Linked DNA regions of Mus musculus: regions 2, 3, 4 and 5 are each linked to region 1. The links are chromatin contacts, called in public promoter capture Hi-C maps. All regions are on one chromosome and are shown on one strand. Each heading gives the region's core, a stretch centred on a gene start, on an enhancer-like site or on the middle of the called end of the contact. The rest is flanking DNA. Distances are from core to core; before and after follow the strand shown. Region 1 holds the start of Moxd1 (monooxygenase, DBH-like 1). Region 2 holds the start of Enpp1 (ectonucleotide pyrophosphatase/phosphodiesterase 1). Region 3 holds the start of Ccn2 (cellular communication network factor 2). Region 4 holds the start of Vnn1 (vanin 1). Region 5 holds the start of Taar3 (trace amine-associated receptor 3).

What was found. Promoter capture Hi-C pulls out the DNA fragments that hold promoters and counts their contacts.
Region 2: a promoter capture Hi-C map of embryonic stem cells shows a contact between it and region 1, with 8 read pairs. The contact joins the promoter of Enpp1 here to the promoter of Moxd1 in region 1. A contact is called at or near these places in 3 of 39 promoter capture datasets (cranial neural crest, embryonic stem cells and hippocampal neurons).
Region 3: a promoter capture Hi-C map of hippocampal neurons shows a contact between it and region 1, with 3 times the contacts expected there. The contact joins the promoter of Ccn2 here to the promoter of Moxd1 in region 1. A contact is called at or near these places in 3 of 39 promoter capture datasets (cranial neural crest, hippocampal neurons and liver) and 2 of 115 datasets of contacts at active chromatin or transcription factors (astrocytes and epiblast stem cells).
Region 4: a contact with region 1 is called in a promoter capture Hi-C map of stem cell-derived epiblast-like cells, with 4 times the contacts expected there. The contact joins the promoter of Vnn1 here to the promoter of Moxd1 in region 1. A contact is called at or near these places in 3 of 39 promoter capture datasets (the C10 cell line, hippocampal neurons and stem cell-derived epiblast-like cells).
Region 5: a promoter capture Hi-C map of stem cell-derived epiblast-like cells shows a contact between it and region 1, with 4 times the contacts expected there. The contact joins the promoter of Taar3 here to the promoter of Moxd1 in region 1. A contact is called at or near these places in 7 of 39 promoter capture datasets (the 3T3-L1 cell line, the C10 cell line, cranial neural crest and 3 more), 1 of 115 datasets of contacts at active chromatin or transcription factors (embryonic stem cells) and 1 of 9 other capture datasets (liver).

What each region holds. Positions count from the first base shown.
Region 1 is chr10:24,219,967-24,226,025 of GRCm38.p6, forward strand. Moxd1 (monooxygenase, DBH-like 1) reads left to right here and starts at 3,551. Exons shown (of 12, transcript NM_021509.5): 1 at 3,551-3,901. The coding sequence starts at 3,638.
Region 2 is chr10:24,709,060-24,715,118 of GRCm38.p6, forward strand. Enpp1 (ectonucleotide pyrophosphatase/phosphodiesterase 1) reads right to left here and starts at 3,100. Exons shown (of 25, transcript NM_008813.4): 1 at 2,747-3,100. The coding sequence starts at 2,932.
Region 3 is chr10:24,592,869-24,598,927 of GRCm38.p6, forward strand. It overlaps Ccn2 (cellular communication network factor 2), which reads left to right and starts at 2,574. Exons shown (of 5, transcript NM_010217.2): 1 at 2,574-2,920; 2 at 3,008-3,230; 3 at 3,479-3,730; 4 at 3,864-4,075; 5 at 4,447-5,815. The coding sequence starts at 2,858. The coding sequence ends at 4,743. It overlaps Gm15270 (predicted gene 15270), which reads right to left and starts at 2,935. Exons shown (of 5, transcript NR_163910.1): 1 at 2,773-2,935.
Region 4 is chr10:23,891,056-23,897,114 of GRCm38.p6, forward strand. It overlaps Vnn1 (vanin 1), which reads left to right and starts at 3,633. Exons shown (of 7, transcript NM_011704.3): 1 at 3,633-4,036. The coding sequence starts at 3,821.
Region 5 is chr10:23,946,443-23,952,501 of GRCm38.p6, forward strand. It overlaps Taar3 (trace amine-associated receptor 3), which reads left to right and starts at 3,116. Exons shown (of 1, transcript NM_001008429.1): 1 at 3,116-4,147. The coding sequence starts at 3,116. The coding sequence ends at 4,147.

The sequences.
Region 1 (6,059 bases), core at 2,301-4,800:
GGAACATGAGCCAACACCTCTGTCGGCTGAGAGTGGTAGGCTGTGGGGCAAGTGGGACAGTGTCACCAGACAAAAACCAAGAACCTTGAGTGGATTCGGAAACCCCGCCCGGTAACTCTCATATCTGAGAATGGTTGGCATTTCATCTACTCCTAACTCGGTTCCTGTCCTGGAGCATGTGACCATGACACCCCACATGAGGATCATGACAGCTAGTCACATAGCATAGAGCCCGGAGTTCTCCATCCTAATGTGGTAACTAGGTTGGCCGACTCCCAGTGTTTAGCCAATAAGATTACCTTCCCAGACATCCCTTCCTACAAAAGGTATTTAACCACCGGTCCACCCTGATGAAGTTGTATTCACACATTTTCCATGATGAACAATGAATAAACAGTTTGGGCAAGCAAGGACTGTCTCTCTTCTCAAGAACCGCAGTGGGGGGAAGCCTTTGTCATACAGAGCCACCTAAGTCTCCCACAGAAGGTCCCTCTGTGCTCTGTATACTCACCCTTGAACTAACCCAACCCCCCCCCCCCACCCTTGCCCAGTGCCTACCACCCTCTTTGTGGTTTCCAGCGGCATCTGGGTGTCCTGGAGTTTGGGAACCCCAACTTTAGGCCCAGCTTGTGTCATTTCTTACCTGCGCTGGGACCCCCATCTTAGGCTACTGTCCGCTGGGAACCCGGCATCCCGAGGATGAAATGGAATGTAGCACCTTCTTGTTTTGTCTGGCAGAAAACAGACCCACACTAGAGGCAGTGTTCATGTACCCAGAGCCAATGGTTAAGTGGGGCAAGCAATGGGATGAAATCTTATAAGGTGTGGCATCATTGTGTGACAAGACAGAAAATGTCCTGGCAGATGTGAATTTGGAATTTTAATGGGAATGCACAAGAAGCACATATAACTGATGTGTTCATTTCCAGGGTAACAAAACGGTTACAAAACAGAAAGCTTAGCTTTCATTATTCTGACATCCCTGCCATTGAGGGCACAGGATACTCAATATAGGAAGCTTGCCTCCGGTGACATAGCAGCCCATTTCTCTTGTCTCCATCGTTGGCTTTCTTACTCTTTCTAACGACATCACTCCTTCTTCCCGGTGGAATCCAGCAACATCAGCCAAAGCCTGGTAGATGGTTGAAGTTGGAAGGCTGCCACCATCTGTTGCTGTCCTCAGTACCTCCCCAGAGTTGCACTGGGGCTCTGTTCCCTTTGCTCCACTTCTCTCAATACTCTGCTAGCTCTAACTTGACCCAAGATCCTCACATCCCTCTTTTCTCATGCTGTCCTGTTGTCACCGGCTAACCTTGTGAACAGTGGCCCCTTCTTATCTGGGAACAAATTATTTCTCCAGACAGCTGCCCAAATCCTTCAGGAGGCAGTTCCATCTCAAAATTGCCTTCAGAAAAGACTATATTTATATATAATGTACATATTAATATAAAACTTAATTGACATCATTGTGGCTATTTTAGGAATAATAAACTGGAAAACTAGAACAATAAACATTTCTCTTCATAGAGAAAGTGGCAGATTTGGGGCATACTTGAGAAATAGATCAGAAGGTTTTGAAGTACTCTAGTCAACACAGGTAAAAAGGAGTTAAGTGTGTATAGTTATTTCCCGTGTTGCAAGATTTTACTTCATCTTTAAATCAGAGCTCTAACTTCAATATTTTGAAATTTTCTACAACATCAGCTCCACACTAAATAGTTAACTTCATATAAATATAAATTGGTTTTCAGAAAGAATTAAGCTTGATACCTTCTAACAGAGTTTAAAGATATACAGGTTTTGCACAGATACATACATATATACATGCATACACACATATGTACACAAAATATACATACACAAACATACACACACATACAAACCTACATACACAAACATACACACACCACACACACATGCACAGATACATACAAACATACACATATACCCCACACACACAAGCACACATACTACACACACACACACAAACACACACACCACGAACTCTCTCTCTTTCTCTTTCTTTCACACACACACACACACACACACACACACACACACACACACACACACACACACTGTGTTTGTTTGAAGCTTTGTGTCAACTTGACACAAGCTAAAGTCATCTGAGAGGAGGGAACTTACTTCAGTTAAGAAAATGCCTCCATCAGATGGGGCTGTAGGCAAGCCTGGAAGCCATTATCTTAATTAGTTATTAATAAGGGAGGGCCCAACCCGTTGTGGGTGGTGCCATCCCTGGGCTGGTGGTCTTGGGTTCTATAAGAAAGCAGGCCAAGAGGAGCAAGCTAGCAAGCAGCACCCTTCCGTGGCCTCTAATATCAGCTCCTGCATCCAGGTTTCTTTCCTGCTTGACTTTCTGCCCTGACTTTCTACATGATGAACAGCAATAAGTCCAATAAACCCTTTTATTTTTCCAGCTTGCTTTGTCGTGGTTTCGATTGAAGCAATAGAAACCTTAAGCAATAGAAACATGCGTGCGTGCGTGTGCACGCACGCACGCGCACACACACATCCTATACTGACATCTACATACACTTGGATAGAAATAGTACAGAGAGCAACAGTGTGCTTTATCTATATTCTTATCGGTATTTTGGTCTGTCCTCCCGGTATTTGTTATCCTATTTGGTTTTTGTTTTTGTTTTGTTTGTTTTGTTTTGTTTTTTTTTTAAATCAGACAAGAGTTTGCTTCTGAAATATGGTAAAGTGTATATAAACTAATGAGGAATCTAATGTGCCCTCAGTATGAGTACTGAGCATCTGGAATACAGGAGTGCTGTGTTCAAAGACCAACAAGCCAAGCAAGACTTGAGACTAACAAGACCATGGCCAGAACTTAAAAGGATCAGTGGCGGCAGCGGCTGGAGAGTGAGGGATAAAGGGACTCAGAGGAAAGCTGACCTTGACCTAATCCTCTTCTGTATAGGCAGAAATCATTCCTTCACCACCAAACTGAAGAAATCAAAACCCGACGGAAAGCTAAATCAGCAGGAGAACTAAGAATTGCACCCCCCCCCCTCCCCAGCCCTGCCTCCTCCCAGAAGAGGAAAGACTGAAAGAAGGGAGAAGAAGATGAGGGTGTGCCTTCCTTGCTGGATGAGCAGGCATCACTACGAGCTCCAGTGAGGAAAGTCAAAAGTCAAAAGTTTGCCAGGGATGCAAACTGCGCAGTTTCCATCTGGGGGGTGGGGGTGCTTTCCCTTTCTCTCCTCCGCACCCCAGATTTTCCCAGCTGTCTCTTCCCTCCCATGGTCCCGAGAGGGATGCTTTTCTATCCCATCACTTTCCAATTCCTTTCCTAGGTCCCTCCCAGTCTGCACATCGATTCCTTTTTTTCCCTCCTTTCTTCTACCCGGCTGGGTCCCCTTTTCTCCGCCTCTTCCAGGAAGCTCCTTGCCTTCTTGCCCTCTTAACCCAGACTTCAGGGACAAAATAGGATACACGGTGGCAGCAGGTGGATGCCTGGGGAGAGGCTGGGGAGTCTCCTGGTAGGACCCAGAACCAGCGGGGGCGGGGACAGCGGGCGGGCGCGGCCAGCCCCGGGGCGGTCCCAAGTTGGGCTCCCTGGTCTTCGCCCCCCAGTGGCTGCAGCCCAGGTGCGGCGCGGGACAGGAGGATGTGCGGCTGGCCACTGCTTGTGCTGTGGGCGCTGCTCCCCGCGACGGCTGCGGGAAGCCCGGGCCGCTCGTACCCGCACCGCGTGGTCCTCGATCCCGAAGGCAAGTACTGGCTGCACTGGGGCCGGCAGGGCGAGAGGCTGGCCTTCCGTCTGGAGGTACGCACGAACGGCTACGTGGGCTTCGGCTTCTCGCCCACCGGGAGCATGGCCGCGGCAGACATCGTGGTAGGCGGAGTGGCCCACGGGCGGCCCTACCTCCAGGTAAGCTCGGGTCCCTTCGGGGAGCTCCCTGCGCTGGGATCGCCCTAGAAGGGCGATGGGCAGCGCAGTCCACCCAAAGGTGAGGCTGATACGGGCTCCGTGCAGCAGAGTCCATCTCACCTCCTTTGCCACTTTTTGCCCCAGGGTCATCCGAGCCTGCCCTGGGGTCCCTGCCTGTGTCATTTGCAGTCTTCGCCCGGGGAAGTTTACCTCTTCGGGAAGCTCGCATCCTGGTGCCCCACTTCACCGACCATTGTGCACAGACCACACATTCCCCTCCATCCACCCCATCAAAAAAAAAAAAAAAAAAAAAAACCCACAGCTTTTGAGACCTAACTGGTCGGACCTGTGTGCACTTGCCTGTCTAAGGTTGGGAATCGCAGTCTCCAGTGGTTGGCTTTGGGGGCATCCCAGGAGCAGCACCAACATTTACTAGAGCATGCACGAGATGAATGAAGGGCCCTGAAAACTTGCTTAAGGAAGTTTTGTTATTAACAGCTCTCGAGGAAGCCAGGTTTAGCGACCCATGCACAACCTAGAGTCTCCAAGCAGAGCCCTCTATTCAGGGATAGGTTTTCCGCTTTAATAGGCGACAAATTCATCTGATTCGCTCCCTGCCCATTAGCTCTAGGGGAGAGAGTTCTGGTAGATGCTACCTGATCCAGGCATCTTTATGTGTAGGGAAACGAACAGAATTCTGTAGCTCGACTTCCTGGGTACTGAACTTCATATGGGTCATAGTGGATATACACACTTTCTTACGGGCCAACTCCCATGCAAGAATGCAAACCTTAGCTAAGAAGCCTCAGGAAAACTTCTGAGCAGCATAAGAATGCCCCTTGTGAATTTCAGCGTGTATAGCTCAATACTTCCTCCAGTCTTCTAAGATGGAATTTCACAGCATTCTGACTGAGGGGCTATCGTATTATAGCTTCGGTTCTGACGCTGAAATGTTTGGCTGGAAACAAATTGACAGCAATTCGAATTTTCAAGCCACCCTGCCGTGTGTGTTTACTTCTCCCCAAGTCATCACTTCCTTGCTATCCCCTGTAAGCGCTGTGCACCTCTGCTAGAGTGCAGCCTGCTGACCTCCCTTACATGAGCCTTTCTGATGCTGCATCATCTCTGATATGGGATTTGATGGCTGAGAATTTGATCCCAGGCCTCACTAGCCAACTAGCTTACTCTACCAGGATCTGAGTAAGATGCGACCTTATTTTAATACCTATTGCAACCAAAGGGGGGGAAAATAAAGCTGTTTTTGTAGAGTATCATGATCCCAGCACAGCCTATAGAAGTGGGCATGAGGCATCTTGCTGTGTAACAGCGATCTGGTACACTTTAAAATTCAACGTGATACTACTTTTGTCCAAACAGCAGCATTTCTAGAAAGCCCATACAATTAGTTATCAAATGAAAGTCCAAGGGAAGGATCCTGACCCAACTGCTGCTAATGCGCCCATCACAAACATCTTGCTAAACCAAAGAGTATTTGCTTTTTATTTTTGTACGAATCAAGTGTTTTTTCAGATTGATTTAGAAACTCTGAACTCTTCTTAAAGCAGTAGTTATATATTAACGTGAGACGCATTAAGAATGGACAACTGTATGTGCAATGGATGGGAAATCGCCCTTTCTATTTTCCGGTGCTTCAGAAATACACTCTTTGATTTCATATATGAGCTACACAGCTTCTTATTTGCCTGACTTCCTTTACCATTTCATTTAATTAGCGATTCTTCTGATTTTAGGGCACACATTAAGTAGTTAGGTGGCAAGAGAGCCTATTTGAAACCTCTCTAATAAGGTAAAATATTAATAATATCAATAAAAAAGTTCTGATTACAGCTGGCAATCTAAAGTGGGAGATTTTATTTTCTAATCCTTAAAGCCTTTTTTCCTCCCTAGATATTTATTTAAGATTTCTCATACAGTGGTATGATAGGTGTGCCTTAGTTAACTATGCTCAAACCAATGCTTCTTTAATGGGACATATGATTTTATTAGTAGACTTTGTATTTCATGCAATTTTGCTTCCAGTGAGAAGAGACTTTGCATAGAACAGTGACACAAAAAGCATCGGTTCCTTGGGGCGTTAGTGTTAAGTACAGCATGCACCAAGAGCTGGACAACAGTATCAGGCTGTGTGATTTAACCC
Region 2 (6,059 bases), core at 1,850-4,349, 490 kb after region 1:
GCTCTCAGCAGAGGCCCAAAGTAATGTACCGGAACCTCTGCTACCCTGATTTCATACCACGATCTGCTCAGCCTTTTCCCTTGGCAACTTAATTATCAACGTAGTTCAACGCAGCCAGGGAATGCTAACACACGTACGTCACAGAGGACACTGAGAGCAGTGCCTGTTTTTCTCTCTTGCTGTTTCCTTAGACCTGCTGAGTACCTAGGCAGAAAGTCCTGAGATGAAGCATCACCCAGGCAAGCAAGGCTAGGACGAGATCCCCATTCTCCGTTGACTCTGATGTAACTACATTCTTTTCACTAATTAGAGAAAATCTAAGAAAAGCACACGATCGTATCATCACTACTTCATCCTCCCCCTGCAAGCAGCCCTGTGATTATCCTGTCCGATTAGAATCCTGTGGCCAGGGAGTGGGGGGCCTCCCTGATCCTAACCCCAGGATGCAATTAGTCCAACCTGATTCTTCAACTTCATACAAAATGTGCTGATGCTTAATCTGAAAAAAGAAACAAGATAAATCCAATAATTAAGGCTGTCTCTCGAAAACATGTCCCAGAGCTCTTTGATGACAGTCGTCAAATTCCTTTGAGGGCTTCTGATAGAGGGTTATTAAAGTAGAGGAGGAAAAGAGAAAAAATAGGTTTCACTTCCAGCTGAGTCCTGAACTAAGAGCTCCAGTGAGAAGCGGCTTATATTTTATGCCTCTCTGGAGTCCATCAAAAGACATAAAGCTGCAGCTGGAGAGATGGCACAACAGGTAAGTACCTTGTTGCTCCTACAGAGGACCCAGGTTCAGTCCCCAGCACCCACATAGTGGCTCACAACCATCTGTAAACTACAGTTCCAAGGAATCCAACATCCTCTTCTGGCCTCTGTGGGTACCAGGCACACACACACAAGGTATACAAACATACACACATGTATACATATATGTATATACATATGTATATATGTGTGTGCGTGTTCATGTGTGTGCATACATACAATGGAATTGGAGGAACTATTACATTACTCTGGGCCTCTGTTGAGAACATTGGACAGCTGGAGTGGGGGATATTTATATATATGTGTGTGTGTGTGTGTATAATATATATTTATATAAATTATATATGTAATATATTCACACATATATGCTAAACAGTCACACACATAAACTAAAAATATATAAATATCTAAAAATTATCTGAGACAAGAATTTGTTCTAATTCATAAAATATGCCGTAACCAAATATACCAAATATTCATAGTTGATCTGTTTGAGGAGATTCTAGGGCATGCAGCAATTTCTGAAGTGTGCCATCAGAGCCGTTTGTAATGCTGGAATACTGGCCAACCAAGCGACCGCAGGTGTCAGAGTGAAAACTCTGTGATCTACAGGTGGACCTGTGCTGACATCTATTGTGGGCCTGTATGCAAATGAGTAAAACTGAATTCAATAACTGGAAACCCTTCAATGACTTATAGTAAGTTTATAAATATGCCTTACAATTTCATAAACATTCAGTGTGTCTTCATTGAGTATCTCACAGTAGGTAAGAGTACTGAAACTCAATAATTTAAGTAGTCCTGTAACAATTGCGATCTTCCATTAAAAAACATACAACAAAAAGTCTTACTAGACTCAAACTCACTAAATGCCCATCAATATCATATGAGTGACATACGATACAAAATTATATCCTGGGAGACAGCCGCCTGCGGTTTGGGAGACTTCTTTGAACCTCAGACTTATTTTTAAAAAACTAAGGATATGACACCATCCCTTAAGTCTCGGGATTCTGGTTCTCAAAGTGCTACGGTGTCTGCATAGAACCTAAGAACAGTGGAAATGGAAATGATGTCAAAAGGAGACTTTAAACATCGGAAAGATTTTTCCACAAAACAGCGCTCAAGCCAGAATGTGTAAGAATATGTTTTAGGGTGTGCTAGTCACAGAAAGCTGTGGTTTGCACGTACTATAAAATAACTAACTACCTCCTCCTTCAGTTCTGAATTTATTTCCCGCAGTCAGTCCCATTGAAACTATGCTATGCGCTCTCATTTTAACACAACACAGCGGAGCTTGAGAAGAATAATGGAAGTCCCCACCAATACTTAGAACCACCACACAGGACTCAGCCTTTCTGACCCAAGGAAGATCCCGAGTGAAAATCGGCGTCCTGTTTCCAGAAGTTGGTTGTGGATGCTACAACTGGTCTAACAGAAGAGCAGAGGGATATAGCAGGCAACTGTGCCTCCGGGCAACACACAAACAGCGCTGTCTGTGGTTCAAAGAGTGGGCAATGAATCCCGGGCCTCTTCCCAGTCACATAAACATGAACGTCAATGGGGCTTCTAAATAACTGTCTGGAAATACCACTACAGAGCCAAGCATGGGTGTTTTCTAAAGTTCCCGATACTTTCAAAAGCTGTGATAAATCTTTCAACTGCAATAAATTCACCTAAAGCCACGAGCACCACCTGTACCCTGACCTACGCCACCTAAAAGACTACAAACATCGCTGCGCTATCCTAAGACTAGCCGATTTTTTGTTTCCGCCTCCAAATGTCCTGTATTCTCTGGGGGAAGAGGACGGTATGTCAAGGTGACTATTTTAGCAGCCTGCTCCTGCTGGGAGAGGGGTAAGGACCCTGCAGGTCACCCGGTGCCGGCGCAGGAGGCGCCCACGCTCTCCCATGCCGGGTGCCGACCTGCTCGCTCTCGCCCCTCCCGGGTGTCGGGTCGCGGCAAGCACCGACCTACCAGCGACAGCACTTTGTAGGTGTTGGGGTCTTTGGCAGGGCGGGCACGCTCCGCCTTCTCCAGCGGCTCCTCTCCTAGGTCCATGGGCGCGAGCAGCGAAGCCGCGGCTGGTGACTCGAGCTCGCGACCGTTTCCCGCTGACCCGTGCCGGGGCCCGTGCCCTGCCTGGTCGCCGTCGCGCTCCATCGCCCCGCTCTGCCCCCGCGGGCCGAGCTTTAATAGGCTCGCAGCCCCGCCCCGCCCCGCGCCGCCCCCGCCAGACCCTTGGCTCCCAGCCCTCGGCCAGCGCTCCGGCCCGAGCCGCTCAACGCCCCGGGTATTTGGCTTCCTGTCTGATTTCGGGCCCTGGGCGCGTGGGCTATTTTGGGTCCCTGACGTGGGCGTGTCTTTAACTTCCACCCCAAACCCTGTCCCCGCCCGCGATCGTGGCACCCTACGAACCCTTGCGGAATCCCCCCGCGTAGCCCAACGAGGACTGGACTGGAATCGCTGTGTGGTCTGCAAAGAGTGTGAGATCTTGGAGCCCCAAAAGTGAGAGGATGCAGCGACCCCCGAGGTCTCAAAGGCCGGACACCGGTGGCCGGGAGCAGACCTGCTTTGACCAGGGAAATGCAAACGAGCGCGTGGGGAGGTGACTTTCTTTTTCTCCCACAAGTGCAAACGAAAATTCTCTACCTGGAGCTGCTAAACGTGGGGCACGGGGTTTACACAACACTGATGGGTTTGCACAAACACACATATGGGATGTGTGGCGTCCGGGGTTGCTATCCTATTATATTTACATATTAGCTATTTTAGACTTCCGGAGGCTTCCGGGTGTCTGTGTCTTGCTTCTCCGAAGTCAGCACTTTAATTGATGAGCAGAATCAAGACTCTAACTCTATGTGATGAGCTTATTTTTAAAACAGAACGTGAGCAGTAGGCTTTAATTCTTGATGGGATTTGTTTCACCTTTGATTCTTCAGCTTTACACTCCTTCCCATCAGCAAAACCACACCTCCCAGAACCCAAAAGCAGAAGCAATGTGACTGAACACAGTGACTAAGAAAAATCACAAATTAACAAGACATCCCTTACCTGCTTTGTTTATATACATCACATTATATCACATTCACTTTTGAAGTTTAACGGGTGTAAATTGGGTTTGTCCCCTCTCAAACTGTCAGCACGGACTGGGGAGGGCAATCAACAGGTAAAGTTCTGGTATTCGCAAGCATGAGATTCTAAGGGCAAATCCCAGACTCCAAAAACCCTGTAGCCTGAGCTTGTAATCCCAAAGTAGGAGGCAAAGGCATATGGATCCCAGGGATGGCCAGCCAGCCAGCCTAGCCTATTTGCTAAGTTCAAGGCTAATAAGAAAGGGTCCCAGAAAAAGGTGAGCTGGGCTTCAGACGAATGACAACCATTGGTAGTTCTGACTTCCACTTTCATGCATGTGTGCAGATACAAACCGGAACACAGACATACAGAGAGAGAGAGACACACACACAGAGAGATAAAGAGAGGTAAAAATAAATTAAAACAATGTGAACACTTTCAATTTGTTCTGACTTCATTCATTCAGACATTTAATAATGAATCAACATTTTGAATGCCATATGTATTAAAATGTGAACATTTTCATATATATGCATATATGTATATATAGTATGGGGTGAGTCAGCAAGGGGCTAGAGTAGGATTAAACCGTAGAGAGAAGGGTCTGCATATAGATACCCAAGCCACACAGTAGGACCAATGAGTGACAGCAGGAGAAAAGGCCACCCTCAAAAGCAATCTTTAGTTTATTTTTTATTATTATCACTACATTACAAACCACCCACTAGAAACAGGTCCACCATTTCATACTCAAACATACTTTTTACCCCAAACTTGGTTCTGGGTTGTTTTTTTTTTTTTATTATTTGAATGTTTCCATAAACCAGATGGAAGGCCAAAGTTTTACTCCACTGAAACTGGCCAAATACACGTCAAATTTTCTAAAAGCGCTCAACAGACAGTTTCCAAAGCGGCCTTGAGTGTAAAAGAAAAATCGAATAAGTGTATTGTCAGCAACCCAAAGCAATTAATGACGTTTCTACTGTCCTCATTGGAAAAGCCAATGCTGTCTGCAAGGTTACAATGTCTCAAGCAGCTGAGGACAGCCAGGAAGCATTAAAGACTGATACAGCCCTCTGTAGACAAGACAGAAAGAGAGCAAGTTGGCCTCTTAGCAACAGTTGCCAAGGATTATATGTCTAAGGTGGAGACTCAGAGTTTTTAAAAACAAGAAGGAAATTTAAATCTTTTTGTGAGTTTTCTAGAAATCTTGTACATACACACACACACACACACACAGAGTCTTTAAACACTTTTGAAACCAAACACAATGTAGCCCATCTGCAGGGTGGACCTGGGAAACAGGCCACCAGGATGTGGCTTCTGCCCTGTGTTGATGCCTAGCCTGCACCATGGGGTTTTATAGGTAGTTATGAAAACCTAATTAAACTTCTAAAATCAGAAGAGTACAACCGTGTCCAGCACGCCGTTCAGGTTGTTTACCCACACACATTACACAGCCTTTGATAAAGTCTTGCCTCAGTCTTGTTTACTCTGAGTTCTCAGGGCCGAGGCATCTTATTCCAAAGTATAATAAGATCATGGCACACAAAACATCAACGTGGGTCTGGAGAGATGGCTCAGTGGTTAAGAGCACTGACTGCTCTCCCAGCGGTCCGGAGTTCAAATCCCAGCAACCACATGGTGGCTCACAACCATCTGTAAAGAGATCAGATGCCCTCTTCTGGTGTGTCTGAAGACAGCTACAGTGTACTTACTTACATATAATAAATAAATAAATCTTTAAAAAAACAAAACAAAACAAAAAAAATCAACATGGCTTTTCCAAGTAAACCAAATGTGAAATTTCAGTGTTTGGTCTCTAGGTCCAAATCATCGGCTTCTGGGGCTAAGGACTCAACTTAGCACAATAGCAGAGATGGTCCTCTAAGAATGGAAAAGATTTTTAATTCTTTAAAACTCGTAAATATTTAAATTTGCCCATTTTGGTACCTGAAATGATAGATGTTGCTAAGGCCAAAACACCAAACCAAACCAGTCCCTCTGCACTGGAACTTTGCCACCTCAAAGCTGAGAAACATCCCTTGCTTTTCAACTGATGAGTTTAGCAGCAGCTGCTACATTCTCCAGCTCTGACCTCTTGGCCAATCAAACACTGAAAACATCAAGATAGGTCTAAAAGGAAAAAGCCACAGAGGGCTCTCATCTGTATGAGGCCCAGGAAAAAAATAACATCTTGACTTTTGTTTATTTT
Region 3 (6,059 bases), core at 1,324-3,823, 370 kb after region 1:
CTATGGAGTTACTGAGAATTTGAGGTGTGAATTTTATAGTAAAACCTAGTATTATAATGCTGACACTTTTTAACAGTAGTGCAGGATGATAATATACTCTAAATGGAAGGTGGAAGGGGGGAAAGGCAAAGGGAGAAAGGGAGAGGCAAGGGAAGGAAGAAGAGAGGTGAAAATTAAAGTTAAAACACAACGCATCTGTTTCCTGAGAAGTTAAAGGTGGTTAATCCTCACTGAGAGCAACGAAATCGAGACTTCTTATCTTCCTGTTCTGAGTGGGCGTCGGTCGGGCTTCTCTCTGTGACTTCCCTTAGCTTTATGAATGGCCGTTCTAAAAACACTGCCCAAGTTACTCAATTATAAAAAGCCCAACCACTTACCCCTGTGACTGAGCCTGCCCCCTGGATACAGCAAGCCATTGGTGGCTCTCAGGTGGACTTGTGGTTTCAGAGACTGCTCCAACTCTCCTGGCTCCCCTCATCACATTGCAGGCTAGAGAGCTCACCTCAGAGCCCACATCCCACCCCAGATGAGCCTCACCCTTCCCTTCCCTTCCCTTCCTCACTCATTCCACCTTTCTGACCATTGCTGGTAGATATAATTGGGAGTTTAAGACTTGAAAGATTTCACTGTGGCTTCCCACATAGTTTGGACTTTAAAAAAAAAAATATCATCAAAGAAGACAGCAAAAGTGCAAGGCCAAGTTGCCTATACTACACATGTGGCTACTCACATAACTTGCCATGTTCTTTCTTTAAATAGGAAGTCTCGGGCCTCTTCTCTTTGAGGAATGCTTGGAAAGAACATTGAATAACAATGTCAGAAATCCTTCCAGCACTGCAGAGGCTGCTCACACTTCAAGCCACTCACACCTTTCGCTGTTGACATGTAACTGCACTGTACAGCATGTGGCTGGCTTAACAAGGTAATTGTGTGCAGATGATGTGGTCAGCCACTTGAAGTGGCTAACTCCCTTACCCCCTCCCACCATCGCCCCCCGCCACCCCTGCTAATCATCCATGGATGGATTGAAAAAGTTTTAAAACTGGCCCACTTAAATGGGCTGTTTTCATGTTATAAATCTATAGTGTGTTGTCTCCAAAATTAGTCTTTGCCGATATACTCAGTTTAAACTTATAGTCAGAAACACCAACTATGAGAGGAAGCCAGTGACAAATGATGTAGCTTTAGGGAAAGCATGGGATGGTCCCAGAATCTTTCTATGTCCAATGAGAATTGGAGATAAACACACACACACATACACACACACACACACACACACACACACACACACACACACACACGCAAAGAGAGACAGAGAGAGAGAGAAAGAGAGACAGACAGAGAGCCAATAAACAACACAGGTCCTAAATGAATGCACAGTGTATAAAATTGGTCCTTACAGAAACTAAGTAGCAGTTCTAAGAAACAGAGACTAGCTTAGATACATTGTTTACTTTTAACATCAACACACGAGCAGGGGATAAAGCTGTGCTTTCCTTGATTTAACCTCCCTCCACGAGCCTGCAAGCTATTTGAGTAGCAAGAGGCTTCATCACTAATTGTAGACACTTGGGGAAGTCAGTAAAAATATATTATGCACTGATGCTTAGTTTATAGCCGGATTATAACTAGATACAACCGTCTATGGTTTTGCTGTTATGTAAACAAGTGCTTTACTTCAAAACAGAACAAACCCCAACAACATCGTTAGATTATGGGTTTTAGGATAAGTTAAAAAAAAAAAATCCAAGCCTGGACCTCAGTACAGCCATGTTTAAAATATCCCAACTGAACCCCTACTGGCCTCCTTATACCTCTTTCTTCTCCCACTATATTCCCTGACACTTAGCTTCTGAACACAGCCATTTGGTCTGAACTCATAAACTTATTTTTCTAGAAAAGCCATGCCCAGTCATTCCCCTTGCCTCCCTGGACCCTGAAGACAAGTTCTTACATAAAGAGTGCTGAAAATCTCCCTGGGAACCTACATCCTTGGCTTTCATATCTTTCAGCCATCAAAATGGTTATCTCCAGTGACCAAAGATCAAATGCCTGTATTTCAGATACAAAAGTTGCACATAGGAATTCTGGGAGGAGAGGAGGCATTTCAAATGGCTATAAGCACCCTTCTCCTCTCAGTAGAAGAACACCAAGAGACTACAGCCCCGTAAAGAAAAAAAAAAATCCAAAACAAAGAAAAATATTTTTTTTAATTTCTAGGGGCCCATGGTATTTGCCTCTTGAGCTATTTGAGTCTTGAGAAGTTTTTATGTCAGTAGCCAGAACTGGCAAAGAGATTTTTAAGAAGAAAAGATCAGAGAAATAATCGTTTATTTCTAAGTTATATTTCATCAGGAGGGGTGAGAAGATGATATGGAGAAAGTTTTACTTCTTGGTGTTGTGCTGGAAACACAGCGCCTTTTTTTTTTTTCCTGGCGAGCTAAAGTGTGCCAGCTTTTTCAGACGGAGGAATGTGGAGTGTCAAGGGGTCAGGATCAATCCGGTGTGAGTTGATGAGGCAGGAAGGTGGGGAGGAATGTGAGGAATGTCCCTGTTTGTGTAGGACTCCATTCAGTTCTTTGGCGAGCCGGCTCCCGGGAGCGTATAAAAGCCAGCGCCGCCCGCCTAGTCTCACACAGCTCTTCTCTCCAAGAAGACTCAGCCAGATCCACTCCAGCTCCGACCCCAGGAGACCGACCTCCTCCAGACGGCAGCAGCCCCAGCCCAGCCGACAACCCCAGACGCCACCGCCTGGAGCGTCCAGACACCAACCTCCGCCCCTGTCCGAATCCAGGCTCCGGCCGCGCCTCTCGTCGCCTCTGCACCCTGCTGTGCATCCTCCTACCGCGTCCCGATCATGCTCGCCTCCGTCGCAGGTCCCATCAGCCTCGCCTTGGTGCTCCTCGCTCTCTGCACCCGGGTAAGCCCCGGGACTGACGGAAGGGACGGAGGGAGGGCAGAGTGAGCTGCGATCACAGACTGACCTCCCTCCCCTTCCTCTCCGCAGCCTGCTATGGGCCAGGACTGCAGCGCGCAATGTCAGTGCGCAGCCGAAGCAGCGCCGCACTGCCCCGCCGGCGTGAGCCTGGTGCTGGACGGCTGCGGCTGCTGCCGCGTCTGCGCCAAGCAGCTGGGAGAACTGTGTACGGAGCGTGACCCCTGCGACCCACACAAGGGCCTCTTCTGCGATTTCGGCTCCCCCGCCAACCGCAAGATCGGAGTGTGCACTGGTAAGACCCTCAGCCCCATTCCAGCCCCCTTTGCAGAGGCCTCACCTTTTGGTGTTGGACCACCACCTCTCTCAAGTCCAGCGTGATACCCTCTAGAAAAAGAAAAGCCCCTATCCGCAGCTGCTTCCAACCGGCCCCCTGCAGTCCTGACCCTAGCTCGTCACCTTGACATGTACAGTGATATAGCTAGCTGTTCTGATCCCTGTGACCCTACGCCTGACCTACAACTTTGTCTTCCTCTCCCGCAGCCAAAGATGGTGCACCCTGTGTCTTCGGTGGGTCGGTGTACCGCAGCGGTGAGTCCTTCCAAAGCAGCTGCAAATACCAATGCACTTGCCTGGATGGGGCCGTGGGCTGCGTGCCCCTGTGCAGCATGGACGTGCGCCTGCCCAGCCCTGACTGCCCCTTCCCGAGAAGGGTCAAGCTGCCTGGGAAATGCTGCGAGGAGTGGGTGTGTGACGAGCCCAAGGACCGCACAGCAGTTGGCCCTGCCCTAGCTGGTGAGTTGTCACCTTCAAAGTTACTGTTATTCATTCTCCCCAACTTCAGGGCCAATGCCCAAGTCCACCAAATTAAGGGGAAATTGTCCTATCCGGATGTTTTACCTTGTGTTTGTGTGTTCTGCTCTCACAGCCTACCGACTGGAAGACACATTTGGCCCAGACCCAACTATGATGCGAGCCAACTGCCTGGTCCAGACCACAGAGTGGAGCGCCTGTTCTAAGACCTGTGGGATGGGCATCTCCACCCGAGTTACCAATGACAATACCTTCTGCAGACTGGAGAAGCAGAGCCGCCTCTGCATGGTCAGGCCCTGCGAAGCTGACCTGGAGGAAAACATTAAGGTACATCCTCTGCCCCTAGTCACTCCGTTTTACAGAATGACAGGGAAGAGAACCGAGCTGGCTGTCTCACCTCCCATGTTATTAGAGGCCTGTTGTCTCCAGAAATATCTAACCATGGAGCTGTCTGGCTAGAATGAGAGATGCTGTAACAACAGCTGCCAGTTTTCCACTACAAAATTCCCCGTGGTGCTAGTTAATTCAAGACACTCCAAATGAGGCCATGGCTATTTTTGGAAAACTGGCAAATGAAACTCCCAGTCTCTCCCCTCAGAATATAAACACAAGTCAGATGACATAGGGCTAGTCTACAAAGGCTTGAGGAAGGCCACTCCCGTTGTAGTAATTGCTGTTTCTCCTTCTGTCTTCCTTAGAAGGGCAAAAAGTGCATCCGGACACCTAAAATCGCCAAGCCTGTCAAGTTTGAGCTTTCTGGCTGCACCAGTGTGAAGACATACAGGGCTAAGTTCTGCGGGGTGTGCACAGACGGCCGCTGCTGCACACCGCACAGAACCACCACTCTGCCAGTGGAGTTCAAATGCCCCGATGGCGAGATCATGAAAAAGAATATGATGTTCATCAAGACCTGTGCCTGCCATTACAACTGTCCTGGGGACAATGACATCTTTGAGTCCCTGTACTACAGGAAGATGTACGGAGACATGGCGTAAAGCCAGGAAGTAAGGGACACGAACTCATTAGACTATAACTTGAACTGAGTTGCATCTCATTTTCTTCTGTAAAAACAATTACAGTAGCACATTAATTTAAATCTGTGTTTTTAACTACCGTGGGAGGAACTATCCCACCAAAGTGAGAACGTTATGTCATGGCCATACAAGTAGTCTGTCAACCTCAGACACTGGTTTCGAGACAGTTTACACTTGACAGTTGTTCATTAGCGCACAGTGCCAGAATGCACACTGAGGTGAGTCTCCTGGAACAGTGGAGATGCCAGGAGAAAGAAAGACAGGTACTAGCTGAGGTTATTTTAAAAGCAGCAGTGTGCCTACTTTTTGGAGTGTAACCGGGGAGGGAAATTATAGCATGCTTGCAGACAGACCTGCTCTAGCGAGAGCTGAGCATGTGTCCTCCACTAGATGAGGCTGAGTCCAGCTGTTCTTTAAGAACAGCAGTTTCAGCTCTGACCATTCTGATTCCAGTGACACTTGTCAGGAGTCAGAGCCTTGTCTGTTAGACTGGACAGCTTGTGGCAAGTAAGTTTGCCTGTAACAAGCCAGATTTTTATTGATATTGTAAATATTGTGGATATATATATATATATATATATATATATTTGTACAGTTATCTAAGTTAATTTAAAGTCATTTGTTTTTGTTTTAAGTGCTTTTGGGATTTTAAACTGATAGCCTCAAACTCCAAACACCATAGGTAGGACACGAAGCTTATCTGTGATTCAAAACAAAGGAGATACTGCAGTGGGAATTGTGACCTGAGTGACTCTCTGTCAGAACAAATGCTGTGCAGGTGATAAAGCTATGTATTGGAAGTCAGATTTCTAGTAGGAAATGTGGTCAAATCCCTGTTGGTGAACAAATGGCCTTTATTAAGAAATGGCTGGCTCAGGGTAAGGTCCGATTCCTACCAGGAAGTGCTTGCTGCTTCTTTGATTATGACTGGTTTGGGGTGGGGGGCAGTTTATTTGTTGAGAGTGTGACCAAAAGTTACATGTTTGCACCTTTCTAGTTGAAAATAAAGTATATATATATTTTTTATATGAAAGGCTTGGCTGTTCATTCTTGTAAACTTTTCTTGGTTTTCCCGGGTGTAAGCAAGAAGTTCATATTTATCTTAAGGTAATTCACTAGGAAGTTTACAAATACCTTTGATATGCATGAATCGCACGAAATCAATAGGATTGTGCGTAGCATCCCTTACAATGAATCAAGCAGACATGTGCATCAGCTGTCTAACATGGTTCAAGGAACGCTTTAAGTTCAGCTCTGTGTAGCTGACTCCAGCTTCC
Region 4 (6,059 bases), core at 2,383-4,882, 330 kb before region 1:
GGCAAAAAACAAGGCAGTGGAGGTGAGAGGCAGTAACCCCTTTGTCAAGTTTAGAGGAGCTGGGGTTGTTTCCCCTTTCCCACATGGATTAGGCTCTCAAGAAACACTATGTATCCCTGGCTGTCCTAGAATTTACTATGTATCCCAGGCTGGCCTGACTCAGAGATCAGCTTGCCTCTGCTCACAAGTGCTTTGATTAAAGGTTTGTGTTTGGTTTGGGACCCCAGGACAAGGAACTGAGGTGCATATTTTACATATCAGAGAGAACTTGGCCTACAGGTTCTCCCAGCATCCCTCAGTCCCTGCCTGACACACATTGGTCCTAACCCTGAACTTTCCAGTCCATGGGCTGGGCTGCCCTTCCCCAGAGGCTCTTCCCTATATAATCCGAACATTTCCTGCTCCTCCCTTCCTCCCTCCCTCCCTGCCCTTCTCTCTCTCTGTGCATGAACCCTTTCTCTCTTTCTTTTCCTTCTGCTTTTCCTCTTGCTTCCTCCCTGCCTCATTCTCCCCATGGTGACTTCCCTGAGCAAGGTCCAGCTTCCCAATAAACCTGCCTTTAATATATTCTATTCTGCCTTGAATTGGCTTATTTTACTGGTAGAGAAATAACCATACCAGGCCTTGAAATTTTGTGTGTGTGTGTGTGTGTGTTTTTTTTAATGGAGAATAAGAATGGAAGGTTCTGGGCCTTTTTGAAGATGAGTTCATTACACCCTCCCTTCTCAGCGCACTATAGCGGGAAGCTTTAGGGGATTTTAAAAATCTGTTTGAAACCTAGTAGGGCTGCTCTAGGTATAATTATCACTGACAAAGGGATGCGTCTCCTTAAGTCCCTGCAGAATTTTCACTCATGAGAAGGTCCACAGCATACTTTTTCCTGTTCACCAACCATGGGCAGTGTTGTTCCTGGAGGGCCAGCTCCAGCATCAGGCTCCGCTGTCTCCTTTACCTTTCTCTCCAGTTCAGAGGGTCACAGACTGTTCTAAAGGCATGTAGGGAGTTCTATCTTGTGGTGAGATCCTTGGTTGTTGGGAGCCATTAAGACAACACAATTGTCCTGATCTCTGAATTGGGCCTCTCCCCCCAAGAAGAAAAGGGGGTCAAAATCGGTTCACCAACACACCGATTCTGAGAACAACCACAGAATGTTCTAGCCCTAAGTCATCTCCGATGTCCTGACCACACCCTGATACCACCAAGTTCCTGCTTCCCCATGTAGCTGCCAAAAGAAAAAATTTCTATTGCCCCCCCCCCCACTGATAAGTACTTCTCCTTTTGCTTGTGCAATTCTATTGCCCCACCCCTCCCACTGATAAGTACCTGTACTTCCCCTTTTGTTTGTGCATTTAGGCCTTGGGCCTTGCCCAATACATTGGGACCTTGATGCTTCTCAGACTGTTTCCATGTCGTTATTCGCACAAGGTTCTCGTCTCTCTCTACCCCCCAATTTGGTTCTTAGGAGAAGGTCCCCTCAAGACCCTCGAATAACTGGACCTGCTGGACGGGTCACTTGGTAAACATCATACACTTTAGACGAGGAATTCAATGTAAGAGTCTTTGTAAAATATTTTGAGCCAGGTGTGGTGGTGCAAACCTTTGAACACAGTGCTTGGGAGGCAGAGGCAGGAATTTCAGGCCAGCCAAGGCGTGTTACATAGTGACACTGTGCCTCAAAAAAATATGCACATTAAAAAAAAAAAAAAACAAAAAAACCTTAGTGGGTCTAGGACTCATCCTGGTTTCAAATTTTGTCCCAGAGAACTCATTCCTAAACTGTTAGGTAGTGACTACTTATAATACTTGGGTGGTTCTCCATCTTCTGCCCTTTCTCTGGGTCTCTCAGGAGGAGTGACCGTGGCTACAACCATGTGTTGGCTGTTTTTCATCACTCTTGACAAAGTGTGTAGTCTCCTATCCACCAAGAAGGGGGCATGCTGCAAGAGGTCACCACTAAGTGAACTGGGACTTAACTGTGCCCAAAAGTCATTCAAGTGCTCACATGGAGATAGTTTAATAACTTCAAAATTGTAAAGCTAGTTACTCTTTACACTACTTAGACATGTTGAAATTCTAAAACACAGGTGTTGCAAGAAAAAAAAAATCCTGTGCTGAAATCCAGTTCATCAAGATGTGACCACGTGCTCTATTAAGCAATAGGATTCAGGATACCATCAGTTAAGAGGAGGTCATACTGGAGTGGACTGGGTACCACATCCACTGTGTGGTGACTTTGTGAAAAGAAGAAATCTAAACACACACATGCTCATCATTTGGAGACACAGGAGGAAGGCAGTCAGGTACATGCCAAAGAGAGAGAGACAGGAGCAGGTCCGCTCTTACAGCCTTGGCTGGAGGCTCACTTTGCTACCAGGATACAATATACCCATGTTCTTCACATTGCTCGCAGTACGACGTAGCCAGGTAGCAGGCCTGGGTACTTTACACAGGACCCCTTACCTGTTCCTCATCTGAGAGAGAAGCTCTTTTGTTTTCTTAGAATAATGTGAAGATGCAATGTTTTCTTTCTTTCTTCTTTGGTTTTGCAGACCGGATCTCACTATACAGCCCTGGCTGTCCAGAAACTCACTGTGTAGACCAGACTGGCCTTGAACTCACAGTTCAAGTGACAGCTGAGTGCTGGGATTAAAGGCCTGTGTCACTATACTCAGCTTCACAATGTTTTTTCACCTTTCCAAAACAAACAAAAATAAAACAAAACTTGAAGAGTTTTTATTTGAATTTAAAGAAAACCCCAGGGCAGGCAAGCTGTAAATGTCAGAAGGTGTGCAGAGGAGGAGGAGGGGACAAAGTTACAAAGCCTTGTTGTTTTGAGTTAGGCTTGGAGGTTGGACACAAACTGCCTCTGGCTAGCATCTGAAAGCAAGAGAAGAAGAAGAAGAAGAAGAAGAAGAAGAAGAAGAAGAAGAAGAAGAAGAAGAAGAAGAAGAAGAAGAAGAAGAAGAAGAAGAAGAAGAAGAAGAGAGACACAGAGAGACAAAGACAGACACAGAGACAGACAGCCAGAAAGCCAAAGACAGCCAGATACACACACACACACACACACACACACACACACACACACAGAGAGAGAGAGAGAGAGAGAGAGAGAGAGAGAGAGAGAGAGAGAGAGAGAGAGAGAACAGCTTTCTGAGCCAACAGAACCTTAAGATGGCTTTGGAGCAACTGCCCTCTCAGCATAATATTTTTTTAGGGATGATTGTTCTTCCTGTCTCTTTCTTTAGCGTGGCTTAAAAAGAATCCACCTTTCTGAGGGGCAGTGCCTTGGCTAGGTGATTGACCTTCCCACGCCCAGAAGGACTATTAACTCTTATCTCGTAGGTAGTTTGGAATGTTAGGTATTCCCCAAGCCAAAGAAATAGCTTTCCACAGTGGGCTTCCACGGAGCCTTAATCAATGCTTCTGTAACTTTCCCCTCTGACGGGATAATCATAAAATCTGTTTGGAGATGGGCTGAAACTGGCAGATAGCTATAACACAAGTTTACACTGAAAATCTGAAGATACGGTTCCAAAGCTTTTACCAGACAGGGACTAGATTCCTGTCATAACCTCACGTGTGACCTCCAGGCAGTGGGTGGGGGCTCACTTAGGAGGCGATAAGTAACCTCTGTTCTTGTCTGCATTCCTGACCAGAGAACTAAGGACATTTCTGAAACTGTTGCTTTCAGGGACAAAGTTTTCTTAACTTTGAAAAAAAATTTTTTGAAGCTACCAAGGTCTGGGAACCACGTGACTCATGCCTTGTTTATAAAAGTATCCTGCAAGGTTTTGGTTTCCCGCAGTCTTTGGACTTCAGCATGGGCATGTCTTGGTGGCTGGCGTGTGCTGCAGCGTTTTCTGCCCTCTGTGTCTTAAAAGCCAGTTCGCTGGATACTTTCCTCGCGGCTGTTTACGAGCATGCTGTGATCCTGCCTAAGGACACCCTGTTGCCAGTGTCTCACAGTGAGGCTCTGGCATTAATGAACCAGAATCTGGACCTTCTGGAAGGAGCGATCGTATCTGCAGCGAAGCAGGTATCCTATCTCCTCTCTCCCGAGTACCGAGTCCTGAGGATGAGTACCGAGTCCTGAGGATGGGGGAGGGACCGTGTGGTAGGGATAGGGATAGCTCTCGGGAAACAGGGTGCCTGTCGGGGGTCAGTTCCGCTCACTACATTAGCATAGCCAAGGTGCTTTGTTTTACAGTTAGAATCTTTTCACCTCAAAATTATTAAACACACTATTACACATCCGTAACAAAGGAAGGGAACAGAGTTTGAAAATAACATTCTGCTCATTATTTAAGCAAGACTTTGAGGAACGAAATAGCATTTTGGGTTTTCCTTTCTGCTATATATAAAAGAAACGTTATAAACACAGCAGAGACCATTTGCTATTCCCTTTTTGAAAAATGGTTATTTTATGTGTGTGAGTGGTTTGCCTGCGAGTACACACCGTATGTGTGCCAGGTACCCACAGAGGTCAGACGAAAGTATTGGATCTCCCGGAACTGTTTCAGGAAGTTGGGAGCTGCTCTGTGGGTGCTGGGACTTGAATCTGGGTCCAGTGATCTCAGCCACTGAACCATCTCTTGAGCCACGCCCCCTTCAGTTGTTTTTTTAAGACTGAAATAACTTCAGCATACCTTCTTTGGGTGCATTTACAGTTACAAGATCTGGGGTGTTCAGAGTGCATGGCCACAGACATTTAGCTTACAGCCTGAAATAATTAAACTGGTTACAAACTCCTGACACTAAGTATTATAGTCATCCGTTCATTTTAATTGCACTATGTCTGCTAAGTGTGAAGTTTAAAGCAAATTTTGCAATGTGAGTGTGGTTTGGATAGAAGGGTTTAAGTAAGAACTCAGAGGTCAATTATACACCAGGGACATGTGAAGTATGGTTAACAGTAACAAATAGAAACACACCAGTGTGGTGGGTATAGCAGCATATGCTTTTACTCCCAGGGCCCCCAAAGAAGGTACATCCCTGTGAGCCCCAGGCCAACCAGGGTTACATACACAGTGAGACCCAGTAGCCAACTAATTAATATGTGTGTGTATTACTATTATATAGTAATATAATAAATAATATATTATTTAATTAAATATATATATATTTACATGTTGATATTTCACCCTTAGTCCAACTGTTTCTTTAAAGGCCACAGCAATCTTCAAGGTGGTTCTCCAATCCCAAAGTGCCCATTGCCTTTAGGCAAGGAATAGGCTAGGTGACCAGTGTACGGTGTCCTATCTCCTGAAATGCAGGAGAATTCTGAGGTACCAAACAGGGATTGAGTGGTGAATCAATCCAGTTGAGCCAGGCACAATTGACCAAAGTTCAAAAAGGGGTTGATTTGAAGGGGGGGGGGGGAGAGGAATGGGTTTATAATTAAGGGGTAGAGGGATTGCAGAGCTCTGGATGGCGTAGACAGCTGTTAGTGTGCATTAAAAAGTCACCGGTGTGATAGGGCAGGATTAGAAAATGAAAGTGGCCAGCGTGGTGGCACACGCCTTGAATCCCAGCACTCGGGAGGCAGAGGCAGGCAGATTTCTGAGTTCGAGGCCAGCCTGGTCTACAAAGTGAGGTCCAGGACAGCCAGGGCTTTACAGAGAAACCCTGTTTCGAAAAATCTAAAAAAAAAAAAAAAAAAAAAAAACCCAGGAAGAAAGAAAGAAAGAAAGAAAGAAAGAAAGAAAGAAAGAAAGAAAGGAAGGAAGGAAGGAAGAAAGAAAGAAAGAAAGAAAGAAAGAAAGAAAGAAAGAAAGTAAGTAAGAAAGAAAGAAAGAAAGTGTGTGGGAAATGCAGATGTATACATGTGATCTCAGCACGTGGGAGGTAGAGGCAGAGGCAGGAGGATCAGAACTTTAAGCTAAATCTATGCCATATAGACAGTGAGTTTGAGGCCAGGGTGGGCTACATGAGAGCCTGCCTCATAACACAACACAACACAACACAACACAACACAACACAACACAACACAACACAAGCAAATAGCTTGGGAAAAGAAAAATAGAGAAAACTGAAGAATATGACTGAAAAGTATCCATCCC
Region 5 (6,059 bases), core at 1,866-4,365, 270 kb before region 1:
AGCTGGACCATGCGATAAAGCAATCACATGTTTGGCAGACTGGGTGTGATGTGCTGTGTCTGTAATCTCAGCATTTGCAAGTCTGAAGAAGGATGGTGGCTGTGGCATCCGGGCCAGCCTTGGTTACAGAGTGAGACCCTGTCTCAAAAAGCAAAATAGAACAATATGCAAGAAGAACAATTTGGTCTAAGTAGTTTTGAAACTTTTAGATATCTAGAATTTTTACCGTTATCTGAGTTTTGCTTGTATTTGGGGGAGTGGGAGGGAGAGGCAGGAGGCAAGGGTTATTTGCTACTTTCTAAACAGCATTTCCTATTTCCTCATTATCTTAAAATTTTCCAAGACAGATTAAAGAGTGGCAGGAGACAGAGTGCTTTACTATTTAATTAGGTTTCAATGATATGTTGGAGCTAACTTCATACTATTTAACAAATTATTCCTGCCCTATAGATGACATTGTATTATGCCATCAAGTTTAGCAAATAAATGGGATATTATCTCACTTCTCAAGAAATTTACATTAAGACAAAACACAGTACTAGAAGGAAAGGAATATTTGAAACAGCTTCTAATTTCTATAGTTATATCAATTATTTTTGTAAGATTTATTTCAACTGGGAGAGTTTTTAAAACAAGCTTCCAACTCAAGCCTTTAATTTTAGCACTTGGGAGGCATAGGTAGGAGGACCTCTGAGTTTGAGACCAGCCTGGACCATACAGATAGTTTTAGGAGAATCAGGGCTACGCAGAGAAGCCCTCCCTTGAACATACATTAATAAACAAACAAACAAACAAATAAACAAACAGGAAAGCTTCTGGAAGCTAATATTGTTTGTGCTGATTCTTAGGACAGCACGGAGACCACAGCAAGGTGCAGCAAGGGGATGGAAGGGAGGGGAGCTACATCAGAGTTTCCATGGAAATGGATGCTGAATATACATTGATATACCTGCAGGGCCAGTCGAGGTGTGTTTCCCAGACTCTCCCCCTCATCTACCTCAAAAGGCAAACGTGGTCCTTACGAAGGATGCCTTCAGTAGATTCTGTGCTATCAGATCTAACAAAGCGTCCTGTGCTTAGTTTTGGTAGATACTTTCTGTTTTACTAATTTTCAAAGAAAGCCACATCTAATGTAAGTTGTAAGAAAGGCTCATCATGATTCTCTCTCAGCTTTCTGTCCTGTTCAAGCTGCCGTCATCATCCTGTGTAAGCATCAAGCATCTAACAGTACTTAGCCTGCTCGTACCTGCTTTTCAGAAGATAGCGTTCAAAAACTACCTCCCTACCTGTTGTCAATGTACAAGAATCATTTAAAAACTGGCAGTTGCTGCTGCTTGTAATTTTTGATGCTATCAGTATCAACTGCTGCATGTTCTTACAAAGTAAATTTATAGGAGAAATGTTTCCCTTTTCCCACGTTTGTTTTCAGTGTGACACTTGGATATAGTCTCCCTTCTACCAGTCCTGCAGTGGTCTCCAAGTAATCTTTCCTGTTGCAGTCTTAATGTTGGCAATTAGCGAAGGGAACAGAAAAGATCTAGTCACACATCCTAGGAGATGTATTGTATCTTTCCTAGTGTGCCCACGTCAGTTATACTTTATAATAAAGTCTTTTCTATTTTATAAAATTATTCATGCAGTTATAATACCACCCAAAGAATGGTTTGGAGTCTTTACAGAATTTAAATCTGGCGATTTGTGCTTAAAGGTGCTTACTCCTCTGTCTGGATGTCTGTTTGTCTCACTTCCTTGTTGAAACTCACCATGTGGCCCACGCAGGTCTGACATTCTGGCAGTCTTCCAGCCTCAGCCTCCTAAGTCCTGGAGTGAGCTGCCACTTTATGCTCTGAGACGACTCTTTAGTGAACTGTGTAGAGCTCACATTATTTTCTGACCTGTGGAACTAGACGAAGAACCAGAGTTAGATCTAGACCCTAAAACTGGACGTAGTTATGTTAAGAGAATGGCGGTGTCTGTGTTACTCGGTAACGTGCACAAATATTTGCATTCTGTGATAGAATTTTGGATGCAGTTTTTAGTTCAAGCATAGCTTGCATTATTTTCATTTTTAAGGCGAAGGAAATTAGAGAATGCAGCTAACATAGCTTGCATTATTTTCATTTTTAAGGCGAAGGAAATTAATTAGAGAATGCAGCTAAAGTTCAGTGTGGAGTCACTATGCCTCCTGCTGAAATGAAGGTGTCTAGCGAAATGTTGATAGGTTTTAATTACATAACAATATACTGCATTACCTGCCCGACTTTTGGTAAGTATACGTGTCTACAAACATGCCAGCTTTATCAGCTCAACACCAAAACTAGGAAAATAAAATCTCCCAATGATAAACTATTTAAAATGATTATGAACATTTTCCTTGAGCAGTGTGTTATTTCTGATGCCTAAACTGTCTATGGAATGTTTGCATGTGAAGGATTCGCATTACTGAACAAACACACAGGAGAGGACTTTGTGATTTGACTTAAGATTTTACGTATTCAGTATTTTGATGGTGGAATACATCTAAACTTATTGTAGTTCTTGAAATGAGGCTGCTTAAGATAAATGTCCACAAAAAAAAAAAAAAAAAAAGAAAGAAAGAAAGAAAAAAAAAAGAAGAGAAAAGAAAAGAAAGCTATTTGGCAATCTTCCAGTTCACTACAAAAATAAAGCAATATAGCAGAGTGAAGGAGGGAAGGAAGAACTAGAATAAAAAGATCAGGAATGAACTATTCATCTTTCATTTTTCTAATGCAGAAAATAAGCACAGTAGGTATAATTTTGAATTTTTAAACATGTATTCTATTCTTCATGTATGGGTGCTCTGTTTGCGTGCCAGAAGAGGGTATCAGATCGCTTTATAGATGGTTGTGAGGTGACTTCCGGTTACTTGGAATTGAACTCAGGACCTTTGGAAGATCAGCCAGTGTTCTTAACCACTGAGCTATTTCACTAGCCCCTAGTTCTGAATTTTTAAATTAATGGTATTTAGTGTGAATTTAAGGCAGATGACTTTGAACATGAATGTACTCCTGGCAGGTGAAGTTCACTGGGATAATTTGAACAAAAGAAGAAACCCTGACTTCATCCTGGAAAGGAACTTGAAGGATAAAACACCATGGATCTAATATACATTCCCGAAGACTTATCCAGCTGTCCAAAATTTGGAAATAAATCCTGCCCTCCCACCAATCGCTCTTTCCGTGTCCGCATGATAATGTACCTGTTTATGACTGGAGCCATGGTTATCACCATCTTTGGAAACTTAGTGATAATCATTTCCATATCGCATTTCAAACAGCTACATTCTCCCACCAACTTTCTGATCCTCTCCATGGCAACCACGGACTTCCTGCTGGGTTTTGTCATCATGCCTTACAGTATGGTGAGATCAGTGGAGAGCTGCTGGTATTTCGGAGACAGCTTTTGCAAATTCCACGCGAGCTTCGACATGATGCTAAGCCTGACGTCCATATTCCACCTGTGCTCCATCGCGATCGACCGGTTTTATGCAGTGTGTGACCCTTTGCACTACACCACCACCATGACGGTATCCATGATCAAGAGACTGCTGGCTTTTTGCTGGGCAGCCCCAGCTCTCTTTTCGTTTGGTTTAGTTCTGTCAGAGGCCAATGTTTCTGGTATGCAGAGCTACGAGATTCTTGTTGCTTGCTTCAATTTCTGTGCGCTTACGTTCAACAAGTTTTGGGGGACCATACTGTTCACTACCTGCTTCTTCACTCCTGGCTCCATCATGGTTGGTATTTATGGTAAAATTTTTATTGTTTCTAGACGACATGCTCGAGCCCTCAGCGATATGCCTGCGAACACAAAAGGAGCAGTAGGGAAAAACCTGTCTAAGAAAAAGGACAGGAAAGCAGCTAAGACCCTGGGCATCGTCATGGGGGTGTTTCTAGCGTGCTGGCTGCCTTGCTTCCTGGCTGTTTTGATTGATCCATATTTAGACTACTCCACGCCCATCATAGTGCTGGATCTTCTGGTATGGCTCGGGTACTTCAACTCTACTTGCAACCCCCTCATCCATGGCTTTTTTTACCCGTGGTTTCGGAAAGCTCTTCAGTTTATAGTGTCAGGAAAAATATTTCGCTCTAATTCAGACACTGCAAATCTTTTTCCTGAAGCACATTAAGGAAACCAACCAACTAACCAACCAACCAACCAACCAACCAACCAAACCAAACCAAACCAAACCAAACCAAACTAAACCAAACCAAACCAAAACGATAATAAATAAGAACTGAATACAGAAAGTGAAAGACATTATTTTGACCCTTAGCAAAGCAGGGGTGGTGGTTTAAATGAGAATGGTCCCTGTTGGTCACAGGTTTGACTATGTTGCCCCCCCCGCCCCCCCCCCCAGCGGGTAGAGGTGTTTTGGGAGGGCTAAGAGGTGTGGCCTTACTGGAAGGAGTGTTGCTGGGGGTGGGTTTTGAGGTTTCAGTAGCCCAGCCATTCCCAGTTTGGGCTTTCTCTTTGCCTAGAACTTGCATCAAGATGTAAGCCTTTGGCTACTTGCTTCAGTGCCATGCCTACCTGCCTACTGCCATGCTCTCATTATGGTGATCATGGGCTCACCCTTGGAAATTTTATACCCCAGTAAACCATTTCTTCTAGAAGTTGCCTTGATCATGTGTCTCTACACAGCAACAGAAAAGTAACAAAACACCAGGTCGCTGCAAATATTGGTCTATCTATGACACTTCAGCAACTGCAGTTGTGTATGCTGCTAAGAAATCCTTCTAAAAGCTTTAACCAGTTAATCAATATGTCCATTGATTAATTAACTCTGTATCCAGTATGTAGGCTGCTAAACAACAACAACAATAAAAAAGCTGTGCAGAAGAAATATGAAGTGTAAGATGAAATAAATGCATACCTATGGGTCAAAGACTGATGCCAGAATAAATAATTCTGTTTTAAGAACCCAAAGGAAGATCCTTATGATCTGTTGGTGCTTTTAGTGAACTGCTTTATTCGACTCGATTCTCTGGAATGCCTTAGTTCTATGCTAGGTGCTTCTGTCCTTCCTGACCCTCCTCTACACAGGCTGTGTTAAAGCAGTGGTTCTCAGCCTTTCTAATGCTGCAACCTTTTAATGCAGACTACAAACATGAATTTATTTTGTTGCTACTTCAGAACTGCAATTTTGCTACGGTTATAAATTGCCGTGTAAATATCTTATACACAGAACATCTGATATGTAACCCCTGTAAAAGGGTCTCCAAAGGGGTGGTGACCCACAGGTTGAGAACTTCTGTGTTAAAGAGCCCTTGCTGTCCAGCGTGTACATAGTGTTTTACCAGTGGGACGCAGCAGTAAGGTGTCAGCAAATACAGGAAGGATGAAATGAGTCCCACTTTCCACATAGGTATTTTCTGCAAATCTGCCCCAGGCTGGCTGTGGTTTTCAGAAAAGGCCATCTGCTGTCCACACAGCCCAGCCATCTGTGGAAATTCCTTAACTGTGCCCTCCCACTTGCAAGAGATCTGGTCTAGCAAGAGTGCCAAACTGCCGTTGGTCTTGGGTACCAGGTTGTCTCTTGCTGTGTCCCTTAAACCAATTTCCACGTTCGACTTTGTTAAATGTGTCTCAGACTGCAGGGTGGCAGTACTATCTGTTCCCTCTCGAACATCTCATGAACAAGAATGTTGTATTGTTCCAAGGAGAAGTTTTGAAAGTCCTCTTGCAGGTGGCTAGTTCTGTGCAGGCAGACTCGACTTTTGCCTATGTTCTCATCCTCTAAAGCACTCCCTTGCTTCCCTGAAAGTCTGTCCCGTTTGTCACCCTTCACCCTCCTTTCCTACTTGCCATACATAACTTTCTTCATTTTGAAGATCAGTTTACAGATTGAATTCTTCAATATTCCTGTTGTGCAAATAAAGATTCTTCAAGGTAACATTGGCTTTTAAGTTAAGACCACTTGTAAGACAATACTAGAAAATGCAGTTTTTCCTTAAAATTTTTATTTATTTATAATTTTAGCTTATAAATAGAACTTCTATTTGTACACTTGCGATTTTTGAAAACCACTTTTGAATATA